Linked DNA regions of Rattus norvegicus: region 2 is linked to region 1. Evidence: chromatin contacts called from public Hi-C data. All regions are on one chromosome and are shown on one strand. Each heading gives the region's core, a stretch centred on a gene start, on an enhancer-like site or on the middle of the called end of the contact. The rest is flanking DNA. Distances are from core to core; before and after follow the strand shown.

Region 1 (3,471 bases), core at 555-3,054:
ACATTAAAGAAATGCAATCAAAACACAATTCAATTCACCTGCTTTTAAAAACAAATCTACCTATTTGGGGTGGAGGGGGACTGGATAAATGGCTCAGTGGTTAAGAACACTTGCTGTTCTTACAGAGGACCCAAGTTTGGTTTCCAACGCCCACATTTCTCCTTTGCTTGTCGTTATGTCTCAACAAGTCAACTACAGACGGTCCCCAAGCCATGATCTTTCAACTTATGTTTCCCTCACTTTACAATGGTGAGTGTCATGTACCCAGGGATATGAGTGTGAACACACTCCAGAGTAGAGTTCTGATCTTTCCCTGAGCTAGTAAGATACATCTTCCAAGATGTCAGGATGAGGCAGTAAAGAGGTGTCCCACGGGGGTGGGGGATGGGACACAACCGGTGCTGACCAGCTGGAGAGTCGGTCAGCAGATATATTGAATTAATTTTCCACCAAACATTTTCAGTTCATGATGGGTTTGTTGGATCTTAAATATCCCTGCCCCATCCCCCAAGGTCTGTGTGAAATAGCCTTGGCCTCTAGGGTGGCAGTATTGGGTGGTGGCTGAATCTCCTTGTATCTTCTTTCTCATGCCTTGGCTAGTCACTGCTTCTGCCTCCTGATCTTGCCATGATGGGCTGTGTCACGGTGCCAAGCAACCACAGACAGAGACCTCTACAACTTTAAGTCAAAACGAGATATTTGTTATGGTATGAGAAAGCTGACTTGTATGCTTATGTTAAGTATTTGTACCTTTGGAGGTAAGGGGGCTGGGGCACAGAATAGCCGCTGATCCCTGCATAGACTACTTCTGACAAGGATGAGCCAGGGACAGGGACAGGGACAAGCACAGCAATGCCCTGGGAAGGGCAGGGAGAGTTGGGAACAGGAAAGAGGGAGACTGGCTTTCCACTGAAACATTCTACTTACACGTGTGTGTATTTATGTATATATGTATGCATGTGTATATCTTGCTATATACCTGTATTACTGTTTCTTTCCCTCTGTGTAGCCATGGGTGTCCTCAAACTCAGAGATCTGCCTGCCTATACCTCCCAAGTGCCGGGATTAAAGGCATGCATCACAACACCTAGCCTGGATGTATTGCTGGGTTGTTTTTTTTTTTTTAAATCTGTTTGCAAATAATAAAATTCTGGGGCTGGAAAGACAACTCAGTGGTCAAGAGCACTTGTTGCTCTTGAAGAGGATCTGGGTTCAATTCACGGCACTCACATAGGGGCTCACAACCACCCTGACTCCAGTCCCAGAAGCTCCATGAGTGCGAGGCACACACATAGTACACATACATACATACATGCAGGCAAACACTGACACACATAAAATAAGTGTAAAAAATTACAAAGAAAATAGCAGTTTCTGATCCTAGACAGGATGTTGGGAGGTATGGTGTCTAAGGCCTGCTCTGGCACAGGCTTGGGGTGACTGCCTATGTGACCTCACTATGGAGGGTGTCCCTTCTGAACCCTACAGTTTCCTCTACCAAGTGAGCAAGAAGCATTAGACAAATGCCCGCCTCACACTGCCAGTCCAGAACCTTCTCAGCAGAAGAGCTAAGTGGGTGTTAATAGTCCCAGAGGAGATGGGGAGAGCAGAGCTAAGGGTCAAGGGACCCAAACGATTTCTGAGATCCCTCAGCTCCCTCAGGGCCAGTCCTATCTGCTTTTCCCATGTCCATATCCTGCCTGGAAATACTTATTTCGTGTTTCCTGTCTGGGGTTACCCTGGCAACAGCTCTGTCATCTGTCTGGGTTGGAGGTCAGTCCTGTGGCATGGAACAGATGACCACACTGTACATACCATGTGGGTCTGAGCTGTTTGGGGCAGAGCCTCATGTTGGGCAACCAAACCTACTCACCCAGAGAACAGAGTGGATCCTCCCCTGCCCTGCCCACTTTATGTACAGAGGAAGCTGGGAACGGATGGGGAAGACTGCAAGACACAGAATAGTGTGCTCACAACAGTGCAGATGCTAGCAGCACAGGAAGTCTGTGTAGCAGAAGCCATCCATCCTCCATCTCCCTCCCCTCCCTCTCACCTTTACATCATCAGCAAGCATGTCTGTGTGCCTTCTCCCTGTAGTTAAAACAAGACACTCTTCAACCAGACAGTCATGGCCTGCACTTTCCAGCCCTGGTCTACCCTTCTAGCTCCTCCTTGTATTCACGATTGTTCCTGATGAAGAGTAATTTTCCAAAAATGACTCCATCTGATCCCCCTCCTGCTCAGAACTCCTCTACAGCTTCCTATGATCTTGTGATAAAGAGGTTCCTCACCCAGTCCCATCTCCAGCAGCTTCTCAACAGTCAGACTCAACTTAATGGCTTTGAGCACATACTGCTGTGCCATGCCACCACGTTGTTTGTCTGTTGTAGTCTTCTGCTTCATTCCGTATGCAAAGAAGTCCCCAAACCAACAACAGAAACTACAATTCAAAAACTCTTAAGTCTAAAAAGGCAAATAACCTATAAACATACAACCACACATAAAGCTTCACTGATAAAGACCGAGATTTCACAGTGGTGAAGTACTGTTAGCTTCCAGCACATGAGCAAAACTTCCTAATGTTTGTTGGCTGTGTCCAAACCCATTCGATCCATCTCCAACGCATTTTCTGGGCTCCTACTGTCCAGTACTTCTAGCACAAGGGCTTAGCAGAATGTCTACAGATGATAGCTATTGATAACAGGAACTAAGCAGCCGCACTGAGTAGCTGAGCCCTTCACCTGATGAAGGGCTCTGGGGCTATTCATCCTGCACACAAAAGCTGGCCTTAGAGAGGGCAGCAAGGAAGTTAGAACAAGGGTGCAGGGCTGGGGGCTGCAAGCAGGAGTCAGGCTCAGGGGCTGCTCTGCTGGGGAGAGGAGGTGCTTCTGAGATAGGGGGAGAAGAAGCACCTGAATGGAGGGCAAGGTGGCAGACATGGCCATGTGCCTGCAGCACACAGGATTTGGTACCTACTATATGTCAGGTAGGCACTGTGCTGGGCTCTACCCACACTCTGTCTTCACAGTGCTCCTAGATGGTGCCCCCCAACACACACCCATAGAGGACAGTGGCAGGACAGGGGCTTTCCTAACTAGGTTCTTTTTATCACTCTTTGGCATCTCTGTTAGTCTGGGGCACACTGGATACCATGGCATCAGATGCTTCCCTTACCTAGCCTGAACCTATACCTTCCAGCTCTCTGCCATAGGATCTTCAAATGTAAGAATGTGGTCTGTGAAGCCCCACTTGAGTAAGCATCTCTTCCAGTGTTTAGCCTTGACACACTGGAGGGTACCATGATAGGGATGTGTTCAGAACAAGGGTAACAAGACTATGGCAGGGGTTATGGGCTAGACCTTTTCCTTCTGGAGAGTCATCTAGATGACCTTTTTAAATGGGAGGAGGGTTTTAACACGATGAAAATAGCATTTAAAAGTGTATGGTCAGGCCAGGAGTGTGGCTCAGTAG
Region 2 (3,471 bases), core at 621-3,120, 76 kb after region 1:
CCCTTCTGATCCCTCTCACAGAGGGCTGTGAAAAGCGGATGAGTTGGGCTGTAGAGAAATGGCTCGGTGTGATCAAGAGCACTTGATGCTCTTATAGAAAACAGGAGTTCAGATCCCGGCACCCACGTTAAGCAGCTCGCAACTGTAGCTCCATCTCCATGAGATAACAACACCCTCTTCTGGCCTCTGAGGGCACTGCACTGATATCCCCACACATAGACACAAATAAAAATATAAATATTTAAAAGTGAAACTCAGATGGGTGAACATGTACAATGAGAGCAGAGTGGGCTAGGATACATGCTCAACACTGTCCCCGGGGGCATATGCAACAAGGTAGGTGAGGGCAGGGCCACTGGACAGTTGCATGGAGCAGTTATCAGCTGCTGATGTCAACAACGTTCCAGAGCTGTGTAGACTGCACAGACTTTTTCACAAAGAATCTGTGCGACAGAATGATGGGCAGTGGGCATGGTGCCAGAATCCTGTAGTCTCTGGTAACCTCTCAGGCCACTGGCTGCTCTGTCTGAGGCATAGATACTGCCTCTTTCCCACACCCTGACACCACAGGGAAGGGGACCTATGGTGCTCGGCGAGGATGGTGCCTCCCACAAAGTTCATGGCTATTGGGGCCTGACAGACAATGGTCACTTGGTTTTTGCCTCTGGTGCCTAGAGCGGTTGGGCTGCAGGAGGAACTCGGACAGTTTCTATGGAGTGAATATTCCTTGTCCTATCTCTATGCTGGGATCCTGCCCAGGAGAGCACATACTTTCTACCTGACTAAGCCAATGTCCCTCCCCACCCCCTGCCCTTCTTCCATGGGGGTTTTGCTAGTGGCCCTGATGGGTGGAAGGCTGACCAGGGATTTGAGGGCACAGCAAGCTCAGGTCCCAGTCTCATAAGAAGAGGGTCTTCATCTTTTCTGTTCAGGGTTGTGACCCCAGTGTCTGGGTCACCACAGCTACTCAATAAAATGTTGACTTGATGAGACAATGAATGTGACCAAGTGTGGTCTCACACTGAGTCCTTGCACTAGGGCCCACTCTCCTTTATTGTCACTCTCCCTGATTTTATCTGCTTCCCCCACAGCCATGAATGCTATAGGAACAGAACATGGGGTCTGCAGGGCAGTGAGCCTACAGCCTCCTGCAGAGGTGGTCCCCAGATCCTTGACAAGGTCTCCAAATCCTTTAGATGCCTGCTTCCTACTGTGTTCTTTCTCTTGGCATATTCAGGCATCTGCCATGTCAGGGGACCCCATGTCCTATCAACCAGTGAACTCTATAGAGATCTTAGACTAGGACCCCAGACTCAGATATGTACCCCACCCCCACTAGTATTTGGACACACCAGGTAGGCTGAACGGAGCCCAGGTATGGGGCATAACACTGTCCTGACCATAGCCCTAGACCACATGTGATCATGCCCTGGGGTATGTTCCTTGCAGAGAAATCCAGTTATGTTGGAAGGTAACTCATTCGTGCCCCCTGGCTGACTTGAACTTTCTCTGTTCGTAGGCTGCAGAAATCACTAGATGCCCTGGCCTAACCACAACCCCCTTCATTTAATTCCTGTCATCCTCAAAGCTGTCCATCACCATTTATCATTTGGGTTTCAGGCTCAATCAACATGGGTTCAGCAAGGTCCCCCTCCCACCTCTGCCCCTGCAGCCCCTCACCATCCCTCTCTGTAGTACCACTCACAGGTCCACTGTCCTTCTCAGAGAGTTGGGTTGAAGGGGGCTGGAAAACCATGACTGAATTCACTGATTGGCTCCAAAGCTTCCCCCAGTGTCCTCACTGAACACTAGATAGATGAACAAACACATGCATCCTGTCACCCAGGCTGGAGTTAGGCCTGGGGCCCTGCTCCCTTTCTCAAGTGTGGTGGCTCTTGGCTCTGCATTCCTGGACTCAGCCAGACTGGACATATTCCCTAAAGGCACTCTATCTGTGCAGAACAAGCCAGATTCCTGTCCTTACCTTAACCCACACAGCAGAACTATATACGGCAAGATATTTACAGCCCATCCAGGCCTACCAGAAACGTTTTGGAACATGGGGCTGCTCATAGGTGGCAAGGCTTTTGATGTACAAAGGTGTCCACTTCAGATACCCAGGGCCATGTTCTTGGTCTTATGCTTCTACTGTGAACCCACCTATCCCCTCTTTTCCCTCTTTTCCTCCTGGCTTCCTACCTCCCAGAGAAAAACCTTTGCAGCTACTGCAGAAGCAGGTCAGAGCTGAGGAGGGTCCTGGAAGCCATAGCAAAGCTGAGCTGTTTCAGCTGAGTCACTCCTGCTGGGCTACGTGGCCTCTTGGACTGCCCTGCCCTGCCCTGCTCTGCTCCACTTCATGTCCTGTAACCCAGGTACTATAGATATGTCCATGACAGAGGTGTGGGCAAGCAGAGGGCAACTCCTGAGAGTCACATGTTCTGTGGGGGACCTAGACTTTGTCCCTTCCTAGGGGCATTCTCTGGAGTTCAACTTCTTTGTGGAAGACGAGCAGGAAGGGGTAGCCTAGATGGAAGAGAGTAGGCAGGGCTTGGGGAATCCTGACTGGGACATCCTAAAGCAAGGGGTTATTCTGTGTTTTCTGCCCCCAGCCCCAGCCCCTGGGCAGAGGCTTAGAGATAAAGCAAAGATCATGGTAAGTGCTGCTCTAGGGTTAAACCACTCTATGCCTAGTCATAAGAAACAACTTGGAAGGGGACAAAGGGGAAGAGAGACTTGTTCTAAGGCTAAGGGAAACAATTGCAAAAGGGAACTTAGAGGCTCCGAGGTCTGTCAGGTCTCAGGAAAACTCTGAGTGTTATACACAAGTATACCAGCAGAGGGCAGTGTTTGGCTGCCTCAATATGATAGTGGCTGGTCCCACAGCAGTGAGACTTGGAGTAGGGTCGGGGCTGGGTTTCTCTTCAGGCCTGCAGTCAGCTTCTGCCATGCTCAGGTGACTTTGCTGGCTCCCCTAAGATAACATCAATGCCTTCTGCGACCTCCAGCTGCAGAGCCTCAGTAGGGCCTGTTATCCAGGCAAGGCATGGGCCATAGAGCGCGTAACAGGGAAGACAATAGGCCTTCAGGCTGTCCTTCAGCCTGGCCTACTTCTCTGGACTCATGGCCTCATGCTGGGTCCTCTACTCTGCCACAGGCCCACTAGCATCCTTCTGTCCCCAAAGCAGAGGACTTTATCGAGCCTCAGGGCTTTGTGTTTAACCTGTCTGATGCCCATAGGGAAGGGATGGGGTCCTTTCCCTGGCCCAAAGCTATCATCTCAAATGTCACCTTCTCATATAGGCCTGTTAAGCACCTTGGAGTTCCAGCTTTCAGTCCTCTGTGCCCCAAATACTTGGTGCCATCTCAAGGGACCCCACATAATAAAAGGGCTTGTGGTCCCTAGGTGGGTACTCAGAACCTCTGTCCTCACAACTCCTAAGACCTTCTAGGCTTAGGGACAGAGAGGACTGG

Evidence for each region. A called contact is a pair of places that touch in the nucleus more often than the background predicts.
Region 2: a contact with region 1 is called in a Hi-C map of the A7r5 cell line, with 5 times the contacts expected there. The contact joins two enhancer-like sites. A contact is called at or near these places in 4 of 12 Hi-C or Micro-C datasets (the A7r5 cell line, the Rat2 cell line, Schwann cells and 1 more).

Annotation. Positions count from the first base shown.
Region 1 is chr4:124,801,942-124,805,412 of GRCr8, forward strand. The region is part of intron 1 of Iqsec1 (IQ motif and Sec7 domain ArfGEF 1); the gene reads right to left. Among named protein-coding and RNA genes, the nearest start is that of Iqsec1, 24 kb to the right of the region's middle. Within about 2 kb of position 1,805, at least 7 of the 93 cell types and tissues checked have an H3K27ac peak or open chromatin away from gene starts, as enhancers often do. A contact at or near this core is called in the A7r5 cell line, where this site is marked.
Region 2 is chr4:124,878,346-124,881,816 of GRCr8, forward strand. It overlaps a transcript of Iqsec1 not described here. Among named protein-coding and RNA genes, the nearest start is that of Iqsec1, 52 kb to the left of the region's middle. Within about 2 kb of position 1,871, at least 6 of the 93 cell types and tissues checked have an H3K27ac peak or open chromatin away from gene starts, as enhancers often do. A contact at or near this core is called in the A7r5 cell line, where this site is marked.